3 separate regions of the Mus musculus genome follow, and regions 2 and 3 are each linked to region 1. Evidence: chromatin contacts called from public promoter capture Hi-C data. All regions are on one chromosome and are shown on one strand. Each heading gives the region's core, a stretch centred on a gene start, on an enhancer-like site or on the middle of the called end of the contact. The rest is flanking DNA. Distances are from core to core; before and after follow the strand shown.

What was found. Promoter capture Hi-C pulls out the DNA fragments that hold promoters and counts their contacts.
Region 2: a contact with region 1 is called in a promoter capture Hi-C map of hippocampal neurons, with 2.2 times the contacts expected there. The contact joins the promoter of Caskin1 here to the promoter of Metrn in region 1. A contact is called at or near these places in 2 of 39 promoter capture datasets (hippocampal neurons and pre-B cells) and 1 of 115 datasets of contacts at active chromatin or transcription factors (pancreatic cancer cells).
Region 3: a contact with region 1 is called in a promoter capture Hi-C map of pre-B cells, with 2.5 times the contacts expected there. The contact joins the promoter of Abca3 here to the promoter of Metrn in region 1. A contact is called at or near these places in 2 of 39 promoter capture datasets (liver and pre-B cells).

Annotation. Positions count from the first base shown.
Region 1 is chr17:25,794,412-25,798,444 of GRCm38.p6, reverse strand. It overlaps Metrn (meteorin, glial cell differentiation regulator), which reads left to right and starts at 1,400. Exons shown (of 4, transcript NM_133719.2): 1 at 1,400-1,580; 2 at 1,804-2,204; 3 at 3,012-3,071; 4 at 3,154-3,874. The coding sequence starts at 1,483. The coding sequence ends at 3,470.
Region 2 is chr17:24,487,063-24,490,830 of GRCm38.p6, reverse strand. Caskin1 (CASK interacting protein 1) reads right to left here and starts at 2,048. Exons shown (of 20, transcript NM_027937.2): 1 at 1,768-2,048. The coding sequence starts at 1,861.
Region 3 is chr17:24,350,680-24,354,889 of GRCm38.p6, reverse strand. It overlaps Abca3 (ATP-binding cassette, sub-family A (ABC1), member 3), which reads right to left and starts at 2,867. Exons shown (of 33, transcript NM_013855.3): 1 at 2,639-2,867. It overlaps Abca17 (ATP-binding cassette, sub-family A (ABC1), member 17), which reads left to right and starts at 3,831. Exons shown (of 31, transcript NM_001031621.3): 1 at 3,831-3,922.

The DNA.
Region 1 (4,033 bases), core at 151-2,650:
GGAGAAAGTAGTCAGTGTTTGAAGCTCCTCCCCAGATTGCCAGTGGGATCACTGGATCTCATCTGTCTCTGAGCGCAGGTCCAGGCCAACCGGAAGGGTTTCACTCGGAACCTGGAGGATCCAGAAACAGAGCCCTGGGGGTGGGAGAGAGAGAGAGAGAGAGAGAGAGAGAGAGAGAGAGAGATCCTTGGGGACCTGCCAAGGTTCTTCTTCTATTTTCCATCTCCTCCACCCTCCCTTCGGTCAGATCCAAAGGACAAGCTGCTCCAAGGAAGCTCTTCCCCATTGGGGGGTTTCACAGTGGCTCTATTTTATTTTAAGAGGTTCTCGGGGGGGGGGGGATAGGGGATTTTCAGAGGGGAAACCAGGAAAGGGGATAACATTTGAAATGTAAATAAAGAAAATATCTAATAAAAATATTTTTTTAAAAATGAACAACAAACAAAACAAAACAAAAAAAAGAGGTTCTCATGTAGCCCACACTGTCCTTGAATTCACTATGGAGCCAAGGATGCCCTTGAACATCTGAGCTGCTTCCTTTACTTCCTGCCCGCTGGGATTACAGGCAAGACCCACTACACTCTCAGTTTAACATTATTTTAAAGATCAAAGCCAGGGGTGTATGCCTGTGTGGTAGGTGCTCTATAACCTAGCTACATCCTCAGGCTGCCTGGGATATCTTTCTGATTCCCTTTCGGTTGATCTTGACTGTAGGAATGGCCTGTACTTTGGCACCGGCAGACTACCAGGCTTTGTCAGTCAGGTGGGTCCCTAGGCAGGTCCTCTAGAACGCCTCATTTTTTTCTTAGTATCCATTTAACATTGGAGGAGTGTGTAGTTAGGTCTGAGAATGTATGGTGGCAGAAGGAGATCCACACTACCCACGCTACTCCTTCCAGACCTAGCCAGTATTCTTTCTTTTCCCCAAACCGAAGGTTTGGCCTAGCTCCATGCTCCAGGCCCTCTGTACCCTCCCTTATGAGATGCAGTAACACAGGGGTTTTAATCTCTTTTCCTTAAGTACCAGCAGCAGGATACCAGTGTTCAGATTTTGGCTGCAGACTCTACTACTTCTCTTACAAAGTCCCACTGCCCCGAGGTCCACTGAAGGTAAGGGGTGGACAGCCTTCCAGATTCCAGTCGACAGCGAACCCCACCAACCCACCAAACGTTCCTATTGGGGATCTCCAAATGGGGAAACAGGAGCGCTTTCTACATCAACCCTGCCTTGGACCGAGCTCCCGCCTTGAGCCCGCCCCACCCCCTCGAGGGTGCTGCAATTGGAGGAAAGTTCTGCGGCTTGTGGCGATTGGTCCGAGAGCAAAGGCCCCGCCCCCTAGCCCCGGAGCTCAGAGGGGGCAGCGGCGAGGGGTCGCCGGTTGTGGGGACGCGCCGGGCCGGGCAGCCGCGCCGCGGGCTGCTCGCGCTGCGGCCCCGACCCTCCCGGGGCAGCAGTCCGAGGCCCCGGCGCGTCCCCTAACCATGCTGGTAGCCACGCTTCTTTGCGCGCTCTGTTGCGGCCTCCTGGCCGCGTCCGCTCACGCTGGCTACTCGGAAGACCGCTGCAGCTGGAGGGGCAGGTACCAGGAGGGACTGCGGGGAGGGTTGTGGGTTTATTTATTTATTTATTTTATTTTATTTACTTCTTGGGTTGGAGGGTTCCCTCCCACTTGGAACTGAGGAAACGCAGACTTCAATGTCCTGTTACACAGAGTAGAAGCAGATGTTGGTAGCCGCGGGAAAAGGGATGAGCGGGCTAGGGAACGAGGGTCACCCACCTGAGAACCACCGTCCTGTCCCCAGCGGTTTGACCCAGGAGCCTGGCAGCGTGGGGCAGCTGACCCTGGACTGTACTGAGGGCGCTATCGAGTGGCTGTACCCAGCTGGGGCGCTGCGCCTGACCCTGGGCGGCCCCGATCCGGGCACACGGCCCAGCATCGTCTGTCTGCGCCCAGAGCGGCCCTTCGCTGGTGCCCAGGTCTTCGCTGAACGTATGACCGGCAATCTAGAGTTGCTACTGGCCGAGGGCCCGGACCTGGCTGGGGGCCGCTGCATGCGCTGGGGTCCCCGCGAGCGCCGAGCCCTTTTCCTGCAGGCCACACCACACCGCGACATCAGCCGCAGAGTTGCTGCCTTCCGTTTTGAACTGCACGAGGACCAACGTGCAGAAATGTCTCCCCAGGCTCAAGGTCTTGGTGTGGATGGTGAGTGATTATGAGACTGGCTGGGTGTCAGAAATTGGCCCTCCACACTGACCTGATGGGACTGGGCCTTGCCACCCCATTGCATGGAGAGTCCTTCTGTAGCTTGACAGAGGCCACTCCGGTGGAGAGCATAGTGGCTTCCAGGTCGTAAGGAGGTGAGTTGGAAGTGCCCCCGCCTTTCTCTCCTCCTCCTCTTAAAAGATTCGGTTTAGGAAAAGAGCAGGAGGGGGCAAATGCCCGAGAGGCCAGCCCTGGGTCTCTGGTTTCTGAAGGATTGGGGGAAGGGTTAAGCTGAGGCAGAATCAAAGCCTATGGCCAAGGCTGTCCAGGGCTCCCTGGCCTGGTGGTGACCTCCTTCCCCTCCCCCCAAGCCCAGCCAACAAAAGTCCAGTGTGCCTCTTCGTCACCATGGAGACTGCCTGCCCTGCCTCCCTGCAGGGCACCAGGCCCAGTGCTTTGCTCTTCTGGAACTTGTAGCCTGACCCTGCAGGGAATGAATGGCTCTCTGACTGTTCTGCCCTAGCTAGAGACCCCCCCGAACTGGAGTCCACTAGAATATCCCTAGCTAGAGCTGGGAGGTCACAGAACGTTTCCCAGTGTTAGTCTGAGTTTATGAGATGGTACCAAGCCTGTGTATGAGGCACTGAGGTGCCCATCAGTAGGCATGTACCTGCAGGGTGTCTTCAGGCTATAGGATGCTGGGAGAAGGGTTTAGTCTCTTGCTCCTGTACCTTTTCCTCTTGGGAGGAGCTGTGGGCTCGTGCTGAGAGATCACAGGCCTGGCTGATGACCTGCCTTGCATGCTAGGTGCCTGCAGGCCCTGCAGTGATGCCGAGCTCCTCCTGGCTGCATGCACCAGTGATTTTGGTGAGTGTTTCTGTTGCGGGAGAGCTTAGGGTCTGCCTCACATTCCCACGTGCCCACCACTGGCCACCATGTCTCCTCGTAGTGATCCACGGGACCATCCATGGGGTCGCCCATGACACAGAGCTGCAAGAATCAGTCATCACTGTGGTGGTTGCTCGTGTCATCCGCCAGACACTGCCACTGTTCAAGGAAGGGAGCTCGGAGGGCCAAGGCCGGGCCTCCATTCGTACCTTGCTGCGCTGTGGTGTGCGTCCTGGCCCAGGCTCCTTCCTCTTCATGGGCTGGAGCCGATTTGGCGAAGCTTGGCTGGGCTGTGCTCCCCGCTTCCAAGAGTTCAGCCGTGTCTATTCAGCTGCTCTCACGACCCATCTCAACCCATGTGAGATGGCACTGGACTGAGAGACCTGGGAGCAAGCCCTGGATGGACCTTCTTCTGGAGATGGGGTGTTGGGGAGGGTGATGGGAGGGTGGGTGAGAAGGGTGTGGCTCGGATGGCATCCTGGTACCCACAGTGAGCTGGTAGAATACTAAGTAATCTGGACCATACCAGCCACTGTAGTCATGGTCTTCTGTGGCAGGCAGCATACCCAGCTCTGTGCCTGCCTCACTTTGTCTACTCTCCAGTCTGCTGCCCTTCTAACCCTTCTTAGCCTGCTGACCAGTGAGCTCATGTTTTCCTCGAATTCCAGGGTGCTGCTGGGGTTCAGAGCAACCGTGCCGTAGTTTGGAAGACTTGAGCTAATTGTTTTTTTTTTGTTTGTTTTTTTGTTTGTTTAAAGGTGGCCTGGGGGGGGCGGCAAACAGACAGACATCACTTTCAGCTCCTTACGAGGCCTTTAGGGAGGGGTTCTTTAGTCTGGCACCGCGCCATTCCCTTCCATGGTCCTTGTGAGCCATACAGTCATCCTTGGCCCGGTCCCGCCCTTGGGGAAGAATGGGCCCCTCTGTCCGGAGGCCCCTGA
Region 2 (3,768 bases), core at 799-3,298, 1.3 Mb after region 1:
TCACAGAGATCTGCCTGTCTCTGCCTCACAACTGCTAGGATTAAGCCTAAGTGTATCATTACGCCTGGCTGGTGTGTGTATGTGAGGGGGAAACCACACTCTCAGGATACTTATGGACACCCCTCACCCCATGGCCCAAACTCCAGCTGTACTTTGCTAAATCAAAATACTTCTTACTCCAAAGCAGGCCAGCGTTGCCATGACAACTGAGCTAATTCATGGAGGGATTTCTCTGTCTGATTTATTACACCGCCCCTCTGACTCAGAGACTACAGACAGAAGGGGCAAGACCGACAGGTGCCTCTGCTGAGTCCACATCACTCCAAGGCAGAGGTAGGGACCCAGGCAGAGATGACAACCCTCTCTCCTATCCATGATGGCCAAATGGAAGGGAAGAGGATCCCCATATTTGTGGTTCCCACTGGCTGCCAGCAGAAAAAAGCCAGCTCCATTAGCATTTCCTGAACTGGAAGTAAGTGTCTCCTCTTCATCAGTCCCTTCTTAGTGCTCTCAGGATGCTGTGGGGTGGCAGGGACCACAGATGTTCCATCCTACAGATAAGGCCATTAAGGCCTAGAGAGTCAGGATGACCAAGGACACAGGCCACTAGGTGGAAAGCTGTGCCTTCCTCTCTTCAACCTGCCTCTCCCTATGAAGCTCTTCCACTCTCAGCCTTGAGGCCCTAAAGCCAGCTCTAGTAAGTGGAGCTTCCCAGGCTGCCTGTGTGCCCTGGAGGCACCAGTGTCCTTCCTCCAAAAGCAAAGTGGACAGGAGCCACTCCAGACGGTCCCGTGTCTCAGCAGCCCCCTGGAGAAATGGGGCCCCCTCCCCGCAGCTTACGATGGTGGGTTGGAAGTGAAAGCACCCAGGTCCCATGTGTTGACCTGCAGTGCCTGCACAGGTGCCCTGACACACTGACACGGTCATACATACACAGCTGCGCACTTGGCTAGTCCACACGCCCATCAATCCATCTCCAGAGGCCCCTAGGGAGGCTCTAGGATGAGCAGGGTTGAGAGCCAGAATCAAAGCTCCAAGCTCCGAGGCCTTCCCTGGACCCCCAGGGCACAAGCTAGGAATGGTGTGGGAGATCCATTACAGATCCTTGGCCCCCTTTTCCAGCAGAAAAAGCCAGGGACGACCAAGGTCTGCAGAAGCCTGCAAGAGCCTACAGTCCTTATCCCCCAGGCTGTCCCTGTCTGAAGCCCAGCCTGCCCCAGGGCTGGGCGACCTTGGGCGCCTGTGTTTCACTCCCTCATCAGTAAATGGCCCCCACTGGCCATGCCTGGGCAGCCACACCCCCAGCGTGGTCCCCCACCCCACCCCTTTCCCTGCAAAGCGTGTTATTAAACATAGGGTGGGGAAGGGGTCTGACAGAGATTGCTAGCCTCTGGTCGCCCCTCACTGCAAGGGCCCCTCCCTCTCTCTACAATGTCTCTTGGGGGGTGGGGGGAATCCGCCTCGCCCTTAAAAGCACAAGTAGAAATCATCAGCCTGCAGCCTGGAAAGGGAGGAGATCCGAGGGAGGATGTGATCGCCAGCGGCCTCAGGGACGGTGGGTGCCGCAGGTGCCCGCAGGGGGCTGGGCGGACAGTTCTGCGCTCGTTGCCGCCCCTCCTCCAGAGCTAGGGCGAGAAGGGGGGCGCGGACCAAGGGTCTGAGCGCTCCTGGCCCCGCCCCACCCCGGGAGACCCACAGCATCCCTTCCTCGCCCTGCACCCCGGCGGGGTGGGCCCCGCCCGCGCCCCGCGCGCCCCCCGCACTCACTGGCCTTCCCCGGCCGCGGCCTCTGCAGCAGCCTCTGCGCGGTCCCCACGTCCTCCGCCTTCACTGCCTGCACCAGCTCCTGCTCCTTCCCCATGGCGCCGCCGGGCCCGCAGCGACGCGGCGCTTGGTGCTCTCGGCGGCTCAGACGCAGCAGCGGCTCCGCGTCTGCGATCGCATCCTTTCCAGCCCGCGCTCCCTGCGCCGCCCGCCGCCCAGCGCCCTCCGTGGGTTCGGGCTCGGGCTCGGACTCGGGCTCGGGCTGGGGTTTCGGGCTCGAACTGGGGCTGGGGCTCCGACGCGGAGGGACGGATAGCGCGTCACGGGCGGGGGGCGGCCCAGGGGCGGGAGCCGGCGGCGGCGGCCGGCACCCGGTGGCGCGCCGCGTCTGAGCCGCCTCCCGGACGCCTGGGTCCGCTCCCGCGGCCGCTGACCTCCGTCAGCCCGCGCCGGCCGCGCGCCTGGCTCCGAGGCTCCGCCCCCGCGCCCGACGCCCCCTCCCCACGTTTGGGTGCGCGGGTCAGGCTAGGCCTCTGCGGACAGCGGGGAACCGAAGACGACAGCCAGGGACAGAGGACGGTGCGCAGGGGGGCTGGCCACCGAGCACCGGCACGGCGGCGACGCAAGCCTAAACCTAGGAGAGGTTTCTCGAGGCTGCGGGACCTGAGGGGGAGGGACTCGGAGGCAGTGGGCGGGCGGGAAGCCGGGCACAAGTGCCACCGGTGCCGGCCCTCCAGAGGCTGTCAGACATTTCTGGCCCGTGATTCCTGTGGGAGGTGTTGAGAGATTGCGAAGAGGAATCTCCCAATAATGAATTCGGTGTCAGGGAACCCGTACCCCTCCTCCCCCCAACTACACCTTCTTCCCAGGCAGCCTCTGGCTTCCCTCCACAACAATGCAGGATGACTGTTCTCCTTCGAGGACAGCCTGGAAGGGAGCTTGGCTTTGACACTCTCATCATCTACTTGGATATAACTGTCTATATCCACCAAGAAGTATCTTAACCTCCTGTCCTCAGCACCAATGAAGGCCCAGCCTCGTCCAGAACCATTCTAGTCTAGCCCAACCTAAGCAATCTCCTAGCACGGGTTCCCAGTCTGCATCTCTGCTTGACCAACACCTCACCTTTCTCCTGCCTGCCTGAAGGCTTGGGCTGCGCCAGGCCTCCTCTGTTGCCTGCAGCATTATGAACACACAGCAGCTGAGATCCTTGTCTTGAGTGAGGTTCTGCTCCCTCGGCTTCCTTATTACAAGCAGGAGCAGAGAGCATCACCCAACCCAACATTACAGTGGAGAGAATTCGGTGAGGGTTCACATATGCACAACCAATGTATTATCATGGAATTCTGATCATGATAAAGTCATGAGGCTCGAGGAATGAGCCTAGGTCTTCTGATATGTGGTAGGCTCTCAGAAGAGGTCTCTAAATGTAAAAATCCTTCCATTGGACCATTAGAGTGACTGATTCCTAGTTAGTCCCAGGGTCCGGTGTTGTGCTGGCCATTTGGGATAAAGCTGAGCTTACCGTCTCCATTTTACAGATTGGAAAACAACAGCCAAGGACTAGAAAATGCTTTGCATTCCTGTGTAGGTGCTACAGGCCCCCAGGTCTCCAGGTTATAGGTCTGGACTTAGAAGCTACATTGGTTCCTGTCTCTGGTCTTCCGGTCTTCCTTACACTAGTTGTATCACCCTGAACTGCTGCTCTTTCTGTCTTTCTGAATCTCTCTTTCTTTCTTTCTTTTTTTTTTTTTTTTTTTTTTTGGCTTTTGGCTTTTGTTTTTTTGAGACAGGGTTTTTCTGCATAGCCCTGGCTGTCCTGGAACTCACTCTGTAGACCAGGCTGGCCTCGAACTCAGAAATCCGCCTGCCTCTGCCTCCCAAGTGCGCGATTAAAGGCGTGCGCCACCACCGCCCTGGCTCTTTCTGAATCTCTTATCTACCCTCCCTGTCAAAGGTGGGTAAATAATGTGTCCCCTTCATCTATGCCAGGGTTCACTGTGA
Region 3 (4,210 bases), core at 1,618-4,117, 1.4 Mb after region 1:
ACTCTCAAACTCTTTTCTACACAGCAGCACACAAGAGGAAGCACCGGGATGACCTGTTTACACAGTGGCCTTTATGTGGCTTGGGTGAGCCCAGCCTGCAAACCACAGCTTCTGTTCTAGAGCCCGAGGAAGCCAGGTCTAAAACTGGGTGATCCATTCTGCAGGCCCAGGTAGAGAAGTGCAATTTCTGGAACTCATCGTTGCCTGCTTTATCCAGAGCTGAAAACAGTGGGTCTCCTTAGAAGCTCTTGGTAAGAATCAGCAAGGTGTATTTTAGGCGAAAGATGTGTCCCAAAGCAGGCTCTACAAAAAGAATTCTACAAAATGCGTGCTGTTGCTTGCTTTCCTGCCTAATTCCCATGCTACAGCCCCGGTCCCATTCCCTGGATAGCCAGCTTTTCTGCCCTCCTAGGCATGGGGAGTGAGGTCATGAAGCAACAGGCGTCCCCAGAGAGGTAACCATGGATGTTCAGTAACAAGTGCAGCAGCAAGGAGCTCATTACAGCTTCTGCAAAGGTGACCACTGGCCTGTTGACGCCAGGCCTTGTGCTATTCCCAGGGAATGGCACTGATGCAGGAATGGGCCACAGGCCTTTCACTCCACACACAGAATGGGCCTTCACCACGTCAGTCTGTTGAGAGTATCATCCAACACACTGCTCTAACTGATGAGACCCTATCATTTCCTAGCCTACTTCAGAGCCAGGCCCTGTGAATGCTGCCTCTGATAAGGAGAAGTTCTTCATCTTAACTGCAGAGCAGAACCTTCTAGAGGTGTTTTCAGATAGAAACTTCAGTCTGAGGCCTACCCATGAAGACTGTAGGCTCTGGCTGGGCACATGAACATTTCTCTGGAACAACTCTATCTTGCATTCTCAGTTCAGCTCTCCTACTCCTTTAGACACGGGTGGCATCTATTCTGGATGTGTCCTGTACCACTTAGCCCATTCTTTAATAAAAACCAAACACGGTATTTATTTCTCTGTGCTGTGGTGGGGGGCATGCATGTACCATGGTGTCTGTGTGGAGGTCAAGGGCGACTTGCTGGAGCTGGCCCTCTGTTATCTCGTGAGTCACTGGGATCTAACTCAACCTGTCGGGTTTGATTGTTAGACACCTTAATTCACTGACCCATTTGGCCAGGCCTGCTTCTGATTGAAGCCACTTTCTTGTGAGTAAATTAGTGCCATTTGAAGATCTCTACGGGCAGGGATCATCTAGTGACTCAGAATCATGCCTGGAGCCTTGCGCATTAGAAGACTGATGAACGTACCTGAGAGTTCTAGAATGTGGCTCTAGGCAGACTCAGTGTATCAAAGGAACCCCCTGCCAATTGCCAGAAGCAGGGCTGAAGGAGAAACCATAAAGCCCATAAAGGCCAAACTAAGGCCTTCCCAGTTAAGACCAAGTCAAAATAGTTTCTATGTGACAGCCTGGTCAATGTAACAGGGAAAGTTAGTGGCTTGTTAAGAAGAACTCCAGCTACCTGGTCATGCTCTGAAAGGCTGTTCTGTCAGAATGGTGGAATGCCGCCTGCCCTAGAGGAAGATATTATCTGTTTGCAAGGGCTCAATTCAAACCAATGTGGGTGAGGGGGATTCCCATGACACTCATTTTTTTAAAAATCAACTTTTCCTCTCCCCACCCTGTCTCTTACTTCCCACGAGGCAAGCTTTCTAAAATGGTTTCAGTCTTTTCAAGCTTACAAATGGCAACACCAAACAAAACTCTCTGGATGAAATAAGGCTGCTTAGGAGACAGGGGCAGAATTCAGTTCCTTAAGCCTTGCCTGGGTCTCCACATTGTTACTACAAAGCCCCAGTCACTCATTGGGAGAGCATTTCCTGAGTGCTCCTCACGTTACAAACACCAAGTCCCTATTTATGATACAAGAACCGTTCAGGCCTGGAGGCAAAGGGACAGACAGAAATACCTTTTAAGACAAAGCCCAAATGGGCCACACACAGGGAAAGCTCAAGCGTGCAGTACCAGGGACCTGACCCCCAGGCTGGAGCCCTGACCCCCAGGAACTAGTCGAAGTTCGGGGTCGGTCATTCTGAGCACCAACACCAAACACCGAGACACTTGACCAGAGCACAGTTGCTGTAGTTGCTGTGGTTCCCCCTTCCGAGTTCTGTATTGCACATTGAGGGCTTCGCCAACTTCAACCCCTATCAAAGCATCCCTTGAACCCTACGTTAAAGTTCATGAAAACGAAGATGCTGAAGCTTGAAGAACTGGGAGGAATTCCATCCAGGACCAGCACTGGCCGGTTGAGCCTGGAGCATTCCGCCGGCCTGCTGTGTCGCAGCCCGCAAAGCGCCTGAGGGCGGCGGCTGTCTGTCCACCTGCCAGGCCCGCACAATAGACCCCGTAACGACCCAGCGGTCTGTGCGGGTTCCTGCGAGCCCCGCGACCCCGCTATAGCGGGGACACACCCAGCATGAGGACGCCAAGACAGCTACACCTGCAGCAATACGAAGGGTCAGTCCGCGAGCCCGCAGGTCCCGGCGATAGGCAGGGGCTCGGAGGCCCCAGGTTGGGGCGCTGCCCGCTGGCAGAGTGGAGACCCGGGCAAGGACGGGAAATCTCAGAGCCCCGAGCTAGCGCGCGAGTGACAAGTCCTAGTGACACTCACCGACCCTCAGCGCCAGGGTGGCGGCGGTCTGCGCAGCTCTCTCGCCAGGTTCCCTCCCTTAGACTCCCGGTCCTGCTCCAGCCTTGCTGGGGCGGTTGCGGCCGAAGCTGACAACTGAGGCGGCGGGGCAGAGAGGAGGCGCCTGCGACAGGCGCGGGTGGAAGAACGCACCAGGAAGCTCCGGCTCCTGGAGGGGGTGGGGGGGCGCGTCGGAGCGCGCGTGCGCACTGGGCCGCCCCTGCAGGTGCCCCGGGTTTGCCCCCGGCCGGCTCAGCCTCGCCTAAGCTCTGGATTCAGCGTCTGCGCAGTGCCTGGCACATGTTGCCCAGCTCCGACAGAGGGCGCTCTGCGTAGCGCGTGCACCCCTCCCAGTTCAACATTCCGGATCGTGCGTCTGCGCAGTACTCCACGCAGGTCTCACCTCCAGTGGGCAAGCGCTTGTAGGGTGGGGTGAGCGTGCGTGATGGGTTGCCCCTGCGGGTTTTCTCCGCATCCGCCACTGATCGTGCAGCACGCCCTTGCTCGCGTCCAGCAAACAGTAGGCGTTAGTTTGGGGCTCTGAGCCCCGGGGTCGCTGGCCTGAAGCTCATCTCTGGACAAATGTGTTTCAAAGCAGTTGAGGCTGTAACATCAAGAATCTCACTTTCGCAGCGGGATTCAAGTTCCTCTTTCTCTTCAGGGCTCTCTCCCCATCTCACTCTTGTCACCAAGAGAAAGTGCTACTTTCTGCTCTCAGCAGGAGGAACCCAAGCCCTAGTGAGGTTAGGTCTAGGAACCTTTCAGAGGCGACAGCCCACAGCTAGGAAAGGGAAAGTCACGGTCCAGCCCAGCAGCACCACTAGGAGAATACAGTCAGGGTGGGAGGGGGTTCTCAGGGATCTGGGTCTCCTCAGGCAGAAGGCAGGGCGTCGGGGTCTCTTGGGCGGTAGAGTTTCCTCGGACAGGAGATTGGGGCGTTAGGATTTCTTCAGGCAGTAGACAGGCATGGAGGTGGGAGGGGGTTGTGGTTCCTTCAGACAGTAGGATGCGAACATCTGTGTGCCCTCGGCCCAGGCAGGAGGGAATGGCATTGGAATCACAGGTTGCTGCAGCTTGGGCATCCGCGCGGCTGGCCCGGGAGAAGCGGGGTTGAGCGTGGGCGTGGCCGTGTCGCGGGGCCAACAGTCGTCGAGGGCGATCCAGCGGGTCCTTCAGTGCCCGTGGCCACGGACAGGGTGCCTGCGGTGAGTGAGGCGCAGCCCTCCCCGGATTCCGGGCTGCGGACCAGACCTGCCTAGCCTTAAGGTAACCCTGGGATCGTGACTTCCGAATCAATGCCAGTTACACTGTGGTCATAACCTCTCGCTCTCTAGGGTCCTGTATGGCTAACCAGAAGATGGACTCCCTAAGAAAAGAGCCCTTGCCTGGTACATGGTCAGTTCCCTGGGGTCCTAGAACACCTTGTCCAGAAATGCTCTAGTCAAGTTTGCCGAATAAAGGGAGTCTCAAAGACCTGGCTTCAGGTCTTGAGTCCTTCACTAGTGTATTCAAGTCATTGTATTTTCCAGAATCTTAATTTCTCATTCCTAAAAT